Linked DNA regions of Arachis hypogaea: region 2 is linked to region 1. The links are chromatin contacts, called in public Hi-C maps. All regions are on one chromosome and are shown on one strand. The core of a region is the stretch at or near the end of the contact, and the rest is flanking DNA. Distances in the headings are between cores, read along the strand shown.

Region 1 (3,749 bases), core at 662-3,161:
GATGTCAATTACATTGCGAATTATCTGGCCAAATTTGCAGTTTCTAATGGGATTCATCAGGTGGAATAAAATGAGTCTTGGGGTGAATCAGAGCTTATGTTGCAAAAGGATATTGCTCTTTTGACTTAGGCTTAATTGTCTTGATTTGTTATTTTTTTTTCTATTATTTTTTTTTCTTTGTTTTTCTTTGTTTTATCTTCAGTCACCAAAAAAACCTTAATCTTTATATCTCTTGAATCAATACTAACTTAAACGTTGAATTCTTTCATAGATACTCCTACCACATATTCGTTAAAGAGATTGAATGTTGATAATCATGAAAAAAAAATACCCAAACACCAAAATTCACAATTCAAAAAAGTTAAAAAGTGGATTTGGTTGATAAAAAAATAATTTAGACATGCACATAATCTTTGATATATTTGTTAGTAGAGTAAAATATCGTTTTTATCCCAATGTTTTGGGTAAGTCCTATTTGTGTCCCTAACGTTTAAATCATCCTATTTGTATTCCTAACGTTTGTAAAAGTGATTCAATGTTATCCTACCGTCAATTATACACCATGAGCTTTAGTTGGATTTCTGAAAATCTCTTTTTAAAATTAGAATACAAATGTCTGGGACAGAACCGATGATCCACTCCGAATAATAGCTCATCAAAAATTAAAACTAATCCCTGCAACATTTACATAATTCACCTTTTTAGGAACATAATTGAACCTGAACTCAAATAATGGATACAATATTGAAATCGAACACATCCAAATGAGACCTAATTGAGAATGATCGAATACATCCAAGTGAGAATAATTGAAAATATAATCTGATCTGTTAATATAATTAACGGCAAAATAATATTGAATCACTTTTATAAATATTAGGGATACAAATAAAATTATTTAAACGTTAAAAATACGAATAAAACTTGTCCCAAACGTTAGAGATAAAAACAATACTTTACTCTTTTTGTTAGTAATATGTTTTAACACAGGAAACCGAAATATTCAAAAGTATAATGGAAACTAGATCATAGCATAATGGCATATTAATAGGTGTTCAATAACATCATTCAGTCAATCAATGGTAATTGTTAATAGAATGAAGAAATTCATTCCGTTGTCATTCTCGATGGAAAAGTTTTTGAGAAATATTATACGTATAATTTTTTTTTAAATTAAGTCTAACCAAGTTAAACAATAAAGTTTAGATAAATAAATGAGTAAGTGAATGAATGAGTAAAAATAATGAGAATAATTTTTGTTAATATATATTAGACCAACTTAGTTAATTTACAAAAAAATTTATTCATATAGCATTATTCAAAATTCTTTATTATTAGAATTTAACTATCTTATTTCTAAAGACACGTTTTAAGAGAATAATAATATATTTTTTTAAATTTTTGATGTATTTAATGTATTTAAAATATGAAAAAAATCTTTTCAATAATTCTTAATGAAATATTTTTTTATAATATTTTTAAAATATCACCTTAAAATACATATTAGTAAGATGATGATGATAATTTATGTTGTTGTTTTTTTGTTTCCACGATATTTCCTAACCCGACAGGTCAAGGACTAATCCGTCGCAGATCTGAATCCCATTTAAGGGTCGGTCGCTGACCAATGGGTTGCTGCATGCATAAGGTGAGATTCGAACTCCCAACACTTGCTTAAGGTTTAAGCGGACAAGTCAGCTAACCACTCGACTTGGTTATTGATATTGTTGTTGTTGTTGTTGGGTGATCCTTGATGCAACAACTAACGGGATGCAAGGTTTTTTAGACATGGATACAAGGTTCTAACAAAACAAAAAGAGGCTATTTTGGGCTGGAGCTCAACTCTATCGTTAGTTACAACAATTAATGACACAAGGTTCTGCGGGCCCAAAAAAAAAGAAACAAGGTTCTTATAAAAAACACAAAACGGCAAAGTGAAACCTCCGACCAAAAAAAAAACGCATTCCTACATACCCTATCTACCCTATTGTAATTTTTTTATATATATAATTGAAAAATCACCCGGAGGTGTTCACCATTTATCGTCTAACCAAAAAAAAGTAAGACCAACTTAAAATGGAACCTTTCCATGTTAAAAAAAATGGAACCTTTCAATCAATAAAAGAATATTATCTTTTTATATATATATATATATATAATCAATTACTAAATCAATCACTTTTATAAATTAAAATACATGTAGAAATTTAAAATATATATATTAAAAATAAATTAAATTATAAATATATTTATATATAAATAGTTAAATACATACAGACTAATTTGGTGGCTTATCTTTTGTTTGTAGATAACTTTTTTTGAATGAGTGTTTATATATATTATCATTTTTTTACAAATTTAAACAAACATATAATGCAAAAAATTATTTATAAAGTGACATTATAAAAAATATGAATGACAATATCATTACTCTTCAAAACTTAGAAAAATTCTTAAAATTTTTAATATATATTAAGAATTTAATTTTTTTTTTAAGTTTTGGAAAAATAATAAATTCGTTATTTTTTATTTTCAAATTACTGAACAAAAATTATATTTTAATTTGACTAATAGCTTATGTACAATTTAGTTGCGGATTTAATGGTAAAATGATTTATAGTTTTCCATTTTATGTTTTAAATTTGTGTAAGTTGAAGAAAAGAATATAACTTTATAATTCTCTAAGAAATTTGATTAAAATTTTGGGAAAAAAAATCTTAAATAAAAAATTACAAAACTTTTAGAACCTTTTGCATGCACGCACGCACCCTGCTTAGTAGTTCTTACAATCGCATTTGCTAGGAAAGCATACAAGCAACAAGGCTTATATTGTTCAAGTGGTTACTTGCTTCTTATATTTGAGAACGGCTTTAATCAAAGCACACAAAATAATATGAGGAACTCACTTATTATTTATATATAATGATGATTAATTGATGGCATATACTACAGATACCTTCCTTTTTTTACTTTATATGAGCAACTTACTTGCATAGAAAAACCAAAGTGTGTTGAATATTCTAATCTTAATTATTTTATTTACTAATAAATAAACAAGTAAAAATTGTAGTTTATCAATAAACTGTAATTTAAATAACATAATTTTTCCATCCTCACCTAAAGGTTTTGAGTTTGAATTTTATTTCTAATTTCAGAAAAAAAAAAATTAAAAATTGTAGTTTCAATGTCAACTTCATAATGGGACCCAAAAACATGCAAGGATAAACAAAATGCACAGGAGTATCAAAAAAGCTACCTCTAGGTCTCTCTTTATTTAGCCCCTATATGCAATTTGGAATTTTGTTTAGGTTCAAAGAAACAATTATTATCATAAAAATAATCATGATGAGAGATCAGTAAATCGTAATTAAATGAACCCTATCTATCTTTGAAATTCTCATCACAGAAGAATCACAAACAAAACTAACTACTTGCCCTTAGGAAAGGACCTAGAAGTGGTAAAGAGACAATCTTTGTTTAAAATTCAAAGCAAGCAAAAAGTACGTATGTTTCAACCACTACTAAGCAAATCTAAATTCAAGGTTTATTTCTTAATCAACTCATTCTAGCTAGCTGATGATATAGTATTGTTATTTCGTACGGTAACGTAGCTAGAAATATAAAGCCTACAAGTTGTACATTCATTTGTTTTTAATTTAATTAATGTATAAGATATTAAGATGTCCTCGCTTAAATGCATTTTAATTACATGTTAATCTTATAAGTCCGATGTTTTGGGATTACCTAAA
Region 2 (3,739 bases), core at 536-3,035, 77 kb after region 1:
TTGGTTAAAACAAGTAGATTTATGAATAGATTCATACCACCAAGGTGCCCATAAGCCATCTATTGATTTTGGACCTTCTTCCCAACTGCAAAATTTTGTAAATTTTTCAACTTTTCATGCATGCAAAAATGATTGTTGCAAATAAGAATCCTTGTATTTGAATATATATAATACACCAGAAGATAAATTAATGAATACACTAACAACATGTCTGAAAAAATGACTAAATCCTAGCATGCATATATACCTGAGCATGGTAGGTTGAAAAGGGATCTCCAAATCATCACAAAGACCTCGCAGAGTAGCCTACAAATTAAACAAGGCCATGACCATTGATATTATAAAATGAATGGTTTAGTATTGTTGAAGTATATAGCTAGAGAGATACCTCAGGATGTTGTTGAAGGTCTGCAGCATCAATAACAGGCGGCGACTTGCCTAGCTCGCGAAGCTCGTTGTATATACAGACAAGCTCTGCCAATCCCAACTCAAAGAAAGATGGAGCCACAACCTTGTCAAATGATGGCTGCATTCACATGTGACAAATTACAAAAATCAAGAGTATTTTCACTATTTTGTTTATTCATAATAATCAAGTGTTGTTACCAAAATGTCAAGAGGATTTCTGATCAGAATGAAGTGTTTCCCTTTCTTCATTAGATCATTTGTCAAACCTGGTACCCTTTGCTTTGCTATGTGCTGAAAACAGTGAAATTAAGTGAAGTAAACAAGTTTGAAGAACAAAAGAGGAATTTCACATATCATTACAGACAAGATAATAGTACTTACCTTACAATATCTATACTTCATCCTTCCTGGACCAAAAATTATATCATTCACCACCTTATTTCCATCAGATTCCTTTTACAATTGAAACACAAATTTCAACATGGAACATGCAAAGTGAGAGAGATAATAATAATAATAATAATAAGATTTAATTATTCTGTTGATCCTTATAGTTTTATCAAATTTGTAATTAGATTTTTATATTTTTTTTTTCTTTCAATTAGGTTTTTACACTATTTTTAATTTTATAATTAGGTTCTTTCTAGTGTAAAAATATTAGAATTAACTGAATTGAAGGTATTCATAATTAAAAATCTAATTAGATCTTTGACAGCATATATTTTAAGAAAAATATTATGTTAATTTTAACGTTTTTGACATGAAAATGATCTAATTACAAAATTAAAAACAGTTAAAAAACTCAATTGAAAAGAAAAATAAATATAGCTATCTAATTAAAACTTTGGTAAAATTATAGGAACCAACAAACCTAATAATAATGATGATGATGCAGGAATTTAAATGAGAGAGACATAGATACCATTTTGGAGAGTAGTTCTTTCCTGTAAGGTCTATCAAGACCAGTAACTCGAAGGAAATTTGCATAGAGAGGCTCATCAAGAACTTCTATGTCATCCCTCTGCACACCATTTTATAAATCAAAACTCAGAATAGTATGTAGTTAGGATAATCTTCAACACCAAAAATGATCACTAAAATGAACCATTATTACTAAGTGATAATAATAACAATGAATTTGCATTTAACAATGAAGAAGGTACCTGAGCAAAAGAATACATGGTACTAGTACTTAAGGATCTTGGTGCAGACCATGAGTGAATCACCTCCACTATTTCACTTCCCACCATCTCTGATCTGATGCTTCTTCCGAATTTCGAAGTTATTTATCTTTTTAATGCAGAATAATTAAGAACACTTTGACATAAATTTGAGTCGACAAATATGATGACACATTTACGTACTCCAATTGGCTTAGGGGCTGGGGTAGCGTAACAAATAACAACCCTGCCAATATTATCGTACTGGAAACCGTGGCGGTCGAATTTGTTGCATTGTTGCATGCAAATGTAAAGTGTCCTTTGTGTGGGTTACGCACACTGCTTTTGTTATTTTGGTATAGCAGCCAAAGTTTTGTTACCTGGCGGTCTTTAATTGCTATAAATATAGTTATATTCACACACAAATTTATACTATATGTTCCCATTAGAAAAATAACGAACTCACAAGACATTATTTTTTATTTTCTTTCTCTTTTTCTATGCACTCTTTTACTTTGTATTAGAGTGTCTTTCTAAAATTTTGTATAAATAAATAAATAAAATTTATTATTTATTAATACATGTATTTTTAAAATTATTTATATTTTTTCATATTATTTATCTTATTTATAATGATATATATTTACACGTATCTTAAATGAGATAAGGAAAAAAATATTAAATATGTATAAACATGATTCTTTTAATTCATTGATTCATTTATATATTGTTTTTTTTTTCTTCTTTATCCATTAGATAATATTCATTTAACATATCGAAAAAAATCTATTTATCTTGACATAATGTACTCCACGAGAACATAATGTACTTTAGGTGTAAAATTCTTTTATACAATAAAAATTATATCTTTAAAAAAAATCAAAAACAAAGAAAAGGTATTTGTAATACAATTTGAATTATTTTAGAAACTAAAATTGATATAATTTTTTATAATTCGAATTATATTAATTTGATTTTTAATTTTTTAATCTAATCCAATTTTATTCTAATAATTTTAATTTGTGTCATATCGATTTGAATTTATTTTTTAATCTAATCCGACTCAAACTATTGTAATTTGGTTAGTTTAAATTTATTTATTTTATCCAAATTTTAAATTTTATAATTTAAAAATTGTAATTATTATTTTTTAAACTGAATTATATAGTATTCGAATTTTAAATTAAAAGAAATTTAAAATATAGATAAGATATAAACTAATTTAATCAAATTACAATAATATTTAATTAAAAAATAAATTCAAATTGATACCATATAATTGATACCATATAATATACATCTTCTTCTTTTCTTTAAAACAGAGGTAATTTTCAAAATGCCAATGGTTTGACAAAATTATACTACTCTACAAGATCATGGCAGCGATTGTTGTTCGATGTTACAACGGTCTCAATTGCTGATTAATTAATATCTATTTTCTCAAGAATCTTTTAATTGGGAGATAGTATTCTTATTTTTTTTATTTTGCGAGATTATCTAGTTTTTTTTTAAGACTCTTATTTCATAGCATGAGAATACTAACTCCTTGTACTCCATAATTCATATCAATTCAACTAGGGATTCTTTAAAAATTGTACAATATTCAATTTTTTATTACAATAATTTAAAAAAAATAAAATAAACACATCTAAAAATTATACATAAATTTAGTATCTTTTTAAAATTAAATACATAATTAAAATACAAACTAAATAAAACTAAAATTTAAAATTTAAATTTCAACTTTAAATTTCTATTTCAGATTTAATATATTTAATTATTAATATATTGCAATTTAAATACACATCCAAAAATTAAATTAGTTAGAATTCAAAATTTCGAATTTAAAATTCTAAAATAAATCTTAAACCACTAGTAAAATCTTCGCTCCGTAAAGATCCAGAGCTGCAGCGCCTCCCCCTCCTCATCTGTAGCCGCTTTCGTCTTCTCCCGCGTTGCGCACTCCTCTGCGACGATCTCTTCCTTGGACGACGCGCTCCTCCCCCGCGACGCGCACTTCCCTTGCGCATACCCACACGCCTCCTCCATCGATGGGCTCTTCTCCGTCCCTGGTCTCCTCCCTCGCGTCACACACAACCGCCCCCTTCTCCCGCGCCTCCCTTTGTCTCTTCCCACGTCGCACTCCTTCTGTCTCTGGTATTTTTACTAGC

Evidence for each region. A called contact is a pair of places that touch in the nucleus more often than the background predicts.
Region 2: a Hi-C map of leaf shows a contact between it and region 1, with 4 times the contacts expected there. The contact joins the promoter of LOC112758170 here to the enhancer-like site in region 1. A contact is called at or near these places in 4 of 8 Hi-C or Micro-C datasets (leaf and an unstated tissue).

The regions. Positions count from the first base shown.
Region 1 is chr16:17,760,185-17,763,933 of arahy.Tifrunner.gnm2.J5K5, forward strand. No RefSeq gene overlaps it. Among protein-coding and RNA genes, the nearest start is that of LOC112756765, 20 kb to the left of the region's middle. Within about 2 kb of position 1,912, at least 3 of the 3 cell types and tissues checked have open chromatin away from gene starts, as enhancers often do.
Region 2 is chr16:17,837,124-17,840,862 of arahy.Tifrunner.gnm2.J5K5, forward strand. It overlaps LOC112758170 (branched-chain-amino-acid aminotransferase-like protein 2), which reads right to left and starts at 1,786. Exons shown (of 20, transcript XM_025806768.3): 1 at 1,572-1,786; 2 at 1,331-1,429; 3 at 790-861; 4 at 607-699; 5 at 389-526; 6 at 248-306; 7 at 1-85. The coding sequence starts at 1,658.